Regions from separate parts of the Sus scrofa genome. Here region 1 is linked to region 2. A link is a contact called in public HiChIP or PLAC-seq data. All regions are on one chromosome and are shown on one strand. Each heading gives the region's core, a stretch centred on a gene start, on an enhancer-like site or on the middle of the called end of the contact. The rest is flanking DNA. Distances are from core to core; before and after follow the strand shown.

Evidence for each region. HiChIP or PLAC-seq counts read pairs in DNA pulled down with a chosen protein or histone mark.
Region 1: an H3K27ac HiChIP or PLAC-seq map of alveolar macrophages shows a contact between it and region 2. The contact joins two enhancer-like sites. A contact is called at or near these places in 1 of 5 promoter capture datasets (liver), 3 of 47 Hi-C or Micro-C datasets (liver, omental adipose tissue and subcutaneous adipose tissue) and 1 of 2 datasets of contacts at active chromatin or transcription factors (alveolar macrophages).

What each region holds. Positions count from the first base shown.
Region 1 is chr17:51,972,881-51,975,580 of Sscrofa11.1, forward strand. No RefSeq gene overlaps it. Among named protein-coding and RNA genes, the nearest start is that of PTPN1, 43 kb to the right of the region's middle. Within about 2 kb of position 1,256, at least 14 of the 83 cell types and tissues checked have an H3K27ac peak or open chromatin away from gene starts, as enhancers often do. A contact at or near this core is called in alveolar macrophages and liver, where this site is marked.
Region 2 is chr17:51,528,084-51,530,783 of Sscrofa11.1, forward strand. No RefSeq gene overlaps it. Among named protein-coding and RNA genes, the nearest start is that of RNF114, 16 kb to the left of the region's middle. Within about 2 kb of position 1,423, at least 5 of the 83 cell types and tissues checked have an H3K27ac peak or open chromatin away from gene starts, as enhancers often do. A contact at or near this core is called in alveolar macrophages and liver, where this site is marked.

The DNA.
Region 1 (2,700 bases), core at 6-2,505, 440 kb after region 2:
TGGATGGATGGAGAGATGGATGGATGGAGAGATGGATGGATGGATGGACAGATAGATGGATGAATGAATAGATATGTAGGAGGGTGAAATGTATGAATGAAAGGATGGATGGATGGATAGATGAATGGAGGATGGACAGGTAGATGGATGAATGGATGAGTGGATAGATAAGTGAAATGCATGAATGAAAGGATGGATGGATGGATAGATGGGTGGGTGGATGGATGATATTGATGGATGAGTGAGTGAGTGAGTAGAATGCATACATGGAATGAATGCATGACTATACATGTAAAAGAATTAACTAAATAAATGGTCATGGAAAGCAGAGGCATTAGGAGTTCAAGTGTTTGTTCCTGGACCTTGAATGCACCCTTCAGGAAGGTCTTAAACTGGCAGTTCTCAGGCCAAATCAGGCTTCAGACTTGTTTTATTTGGACATCAAGGGTTTTTAACTTTTTAATTAATTGCCATTGTGTAAAAATTAGGAAATTTCACATAAGTAATCTAGATTTCTGCCTTCTCTTGCAAAATTGGGCCAGCCCACAGGAAACAAAGTGCCAGGACTAACCAGGCTGAGCCGTCTGGGACACCACGGTCCCCACCACTCCCCAGTGCATCCCTCATGTTGAGGTTGAGTCTCAGCTGCCGTTTATCATGGCACTGGGGCTGGCGTTTTTCTCACAGTACAAATATAATGAAAACGAAAAATCTCTTGTACATGACTTTCCATCAAAAGTGGGAAAATGAAAATATATAAAAAGAAAACTGGGAGAAAAGGTATTTCTTTGTGGAACAAGAGAATATTTCTGTGGATTTGAAACCCAAGCAATGCATACTTTTCTGAGGGACAGTAGATTACATTGGTTAAGGGCACAGGTGCTGGAGCCTGACAACTTGGGTTCAAGCCCCAGCTCTGCCACCTACTGGCTGTGTGGCCTTGGGCAAGTCACTGAACTTCTCTGGGCCTCAGTTTTCTCATCTCTGTGGCAGGGATGGTGTCGGTCCCCACCCCCAGGGTATTAATACTTGTTAATACAAGTTCCTATATGTGAGGCTCTGTGTGTGTGAGCCATTCTTACCTTAAGCAGGACTAACTTCGGTCACTGCCTGGGCCCTGTAGGTCCACAGTAGGGGTTCTAAACCCAAGGCCATTTGGCAATGTCTAGATTTGGCAATGTCTAGAGACCTTGGACTGTCACAACGTCCCATTCCAGGCTGCAGCCAGTTAAACAAGGGATGTGTCCCCAGCGCCTCCTGGTGGCCTCATCCCTAAACTGCGTGAAATTCCCCAGCCTTGGGTAGTGGTGGAGAGATTGGGGACTTACCCCAGGGCCATAGTCTCCAGACTAGTTGTCAGGGTAGAGATTTAAAGTAATGAAAGATGGCAGCAAAGGCTTGGGCGTTTGGATCCCAGCTCTTGAACAGAGCAGCAGGAAGACTTGAGCCAAATTCTATGACCTTTCTGGACCTCAGTTTCCTCCCCTATAAAATGGGGATGATGTCACTTCAGTGTTGTTGAAGGACTAGATTAGGTAACAGACAAAAACAGACAGCGCACATGGGACTCTTCACAATCGTCTTCTCTGACACTGGTGTACATCCAAATCCATAACCATTTACATTTGATGAACTTCCAAACTACTCAGAGTGATTTTTTGGTTTTGTTTTGGTTTTGTTTTTTGTCTTTTTAGGGCTGCACCTGTGGCATGTGGAAGTTCCCAGGCTAGGGGTTGAATTGGAGCTGTAGCTGCCAGCCTATGCCACAGCCACAGCAACGCAGGATCCAAGCCACGTCTGCAGCCTACACTACAGCTCACAGCAATGCCAGATCCTTAACCCCACTGATCAAGGAGGGATCGAACCAGTGTCCTCATGGACACTAGTCAGGTTTGTTACACTGAGGCACACTGGGCACTCCATCAGAGTGATTTTTGTTTTATAAAGACATATTTACTTACATGGAATGGGATCCACATATATCATCAAGTAACCTCAGGCTTCAAAAACCTTGTGCCCAGAAGGATCCCATTTTTGTTTGGCTTACCTGGATGTTCAAATAGGTACACTTGTAGCATATATGAGAAAGAAAGACCTAAATTTCTTCTTATATAAAGAGCTCTTGCAGATGGAAAAAAAGAAACAATTATCCAATGGAAAGATAGGCAAAGGACTGAATGCTTTGCTACCAGAAAAGAAATAATAATACAAATGGCCTTTAGATATATTTTTAAATCCCCAACCTAATATAAAAGGAAGGACTGCAGAATACAACCACCGTGAACACCTTTTTCCCCAGTGAGCAGGGCAAAGATTGAGAAGTCAAATCATAGTAGGCGTCGGCTAGAGTGTGGGGAAACCAGCCCTCACGTAAGCTGATGGTCTGAATGCCAATTGGTAGGTATGACCTTAGAAAGCATTTGGACAATAAGTGTTAAAATTTAAAAACGCACCTGCCCTGTGACCAGGCAGTTCAGCTGCTAGGAATGTATCCCCACAGAAATAGATCCACATACACGGAAAGACTCCTGTGAAGGGAATACTAATTGCAGCATTGTTTGCTGCAGCAAAAGACTGGAATCACCTACATGACTATCACCAGGGGCTGGTTAGATAAATTATTATATTCAGACAATGGAATGTGTGAAGAATGCTCTCCTAGTGCCGATCTGGAAAGATCTCCAAGGTACATTGTTAAGT
Region 2 (2,700 bases), core at 173-2,672:
GCGCCCCCTCCTGTGCTGTGCAGGTTCCTGTTGGTTGGTCCTTGGCGGCAGCTGCCAGGAGCTAGAGTTACCTCATGGGAAACATTTCACAGGTCTTGTTAGGGTGGATGTTCTGGGTTGAACATGGTCTGATGCTGGAAGTTTTGATGAGTGAGATTTTCCTATCATTCCTGCACACCCTTAGGATTTAACTGGTTCAGACTTAAATGCCTGCATGGTGCCTTTTAGGGTAAGGTGTCACCATGTATTTTTAGTGAAAATAAGTGTTTCTAGGTTAGGAAAGTTAAATTCCAATTATCCGTAAGAGAGGAGGAGGGTCAGCTAAGAGGTGGAAGGGCGCTAGCTTTTTGGTTCTGATTTTCAAACTGGTGAAGTGTTTTCAGATGACTCAGTCATGGTGCCTCTCGATTTGGGAGCCTGCTTATGTTCTTGTCCTGGAAGCATGAAAAGAAGTCCTCAAATGAATAAGAAGTGTGTGAGCTCCCATGAATACTAGTTCTTGCATCTTTTATTTGGTAACTTAGATTAAATTGTGTTGCTTTTCTATCACAAATGGTTTCCTTATAAAACTGGTTACAACACGTGAATTGATGTGTAAAGACCTGCCTTCGAAAGCAGAGAGGTCTTGGGAGCACCACCTGCTGCCTGACCCTCCTCTGAGAAGTTGGTAATAGAAGCAGCTCAAGAAGCTTGGCGTTCACCATGTTTCATGAATATTAGTAAATATAAGGCTAAGGGCTTGTAATGTATAGGAGTAGAGCCTCTGATCGACCAAAAGGCATCTGGGTTTCAATTCATTTTTCTCTGCCAGACCTCTTGTCTGAATATGGACACTTTTTTTCTGGTCAGCGGCTGAGGCTGCAAATGACGGGGCTTTTGGCCTGTGCGCTGCTGTTGTGGGCCCCTCTGTCCCTGCCACCGAGAGCCAGATGCCTAGGAACCAGCAAAAACACAGCTCTTGGGGGCAAAGTAATTTTTTCTAATCTGCTGTTGCTTGAGAGGGCCCAAATGTTATGGTCAGTTTCTTCACTGTAACTTCTGGAGAAAGTTCACTTCGAGGCCCCTGCATTGAGATCACCTCGGTCTAAGTTTAGAGGGAAATTGGACAAAAACCTTCGTTTAGGGAACTGATGATGGTGGTCTCACGGGTGGTACCAAGAAACAGAGTTCCTTGTATTAAGTGCACTTCATGTATTTCTAATAAGAGGACTTTCCAGATAGCGACATTTGTTATGTTCTGGCTTTTAAAAGGTGAAATACAAATAAATTTCATAATTTATCCAACCAGTGAGCTGTAATGCCTGTTTTCTGGAATTCACCACCACTTGCTGAACTCTGGGCCTGGGGAGCCTCGGGAAGACTGTTGCTCTTTCTAAGGGGAAGTTCTTGTCTGTCACGAGTGAGCCCCATCTGGCTCGGATCTCAGCTCTGACACTTCACCAGCTGCCCTCTCTGGGCCTGTCTTCTCTGGAGATTAGACACCTTGCCCACCCTGCCCCGCCCCGCAGTTGGGAGCTCCAGTCAGGCAGGAAGTGACCATGTTCCATGAAAGAGGCTTTAGATGACTTAGTAGCGGCCCTGAGACCATCGCATGGGAGATCTGAGGTCATGGCCGTGTTTCAGTTTTGTACTCTGCCACTGGCTGTGGGACATCTGGAAAATACTTCTCCTTCCTGATGTAATTGGGCTTAAAAAGGATCCTTCTCCTGCACGTGGAGAGGGGACTGCAGTGGGGAAAGAAGGAAGCAGAGGCCAGGCGGGCGGTTGCTGCAGGTTCCGGGCAGGAGGTGGCGGCGGCCCGGGGCTGTGCAGTGGTAACGGTGGTACTGAGGTTGTCTGATTCCGCAGCTCTTGAGGGAGAGGTGTGAAAGCCGGAGAGGAGTCCAGAGGGACGCCGAGGTCTGGGACCTGCACGACCACTGAATTAAAGGAAAGATTCCATGAGGAGATGGAGGGGATGTTTCAGGAATGGGCACCTTGGACTTCACAGAGGACCTCCTGGCACCATGCACAGATACAGGAAGTGCCAGCTCTCAAGCAACTCAAAGAAATGTGACTAGGACGTGCCTGGGACCTTGAAATAACTCTAACAGTTACTCAGATGATGCCAGTTTCTCCAATGTCAGAGATGCATGTGATCAAACTCTTAAAATGACTAGACAAAATACTTCCACATTTGTTTTATTATTATTATTATTATTATTACTATTGGTCATTTTTGGCCGCCCCATGGCATATGGAGTTCCCAGGCTAAGGATCAGTTCCAAGCCGCAGTCACGACCTAAGCCACAGCTGCAGCAATGCCAGATCCTTGACCCACTGTGCCAGGCCAGAGATCGAACCTGCAACCCACTGTTCCCAAGATGCTGCTGATCCCATTGTGCCACGGTGGGAACTCCTTTACATTTGTATTAAATATAGCATAAGTAATTAAAAACGTAGGGATTTGAGGCATTCCCATTGTGGTGCAGCGGAAATGAATCCGACTAGTATCCGTGAGGATCTGGGTTCGATCCCTGGCCTCACTCAGTGGTCAGTGATCTGGTGTTGCTGTGAGTAGCGGTGTAGGTCACAGACGCATCTCGAATCCCACAATGCCGTAGCTATGGCTGACACTTGCAGCTCCGATTCAACCCCTAGCCTGGGAACCTCCATGTGCCGCGGATGTGGCCCTGAAAAGCAATGAGGATAATAATAATA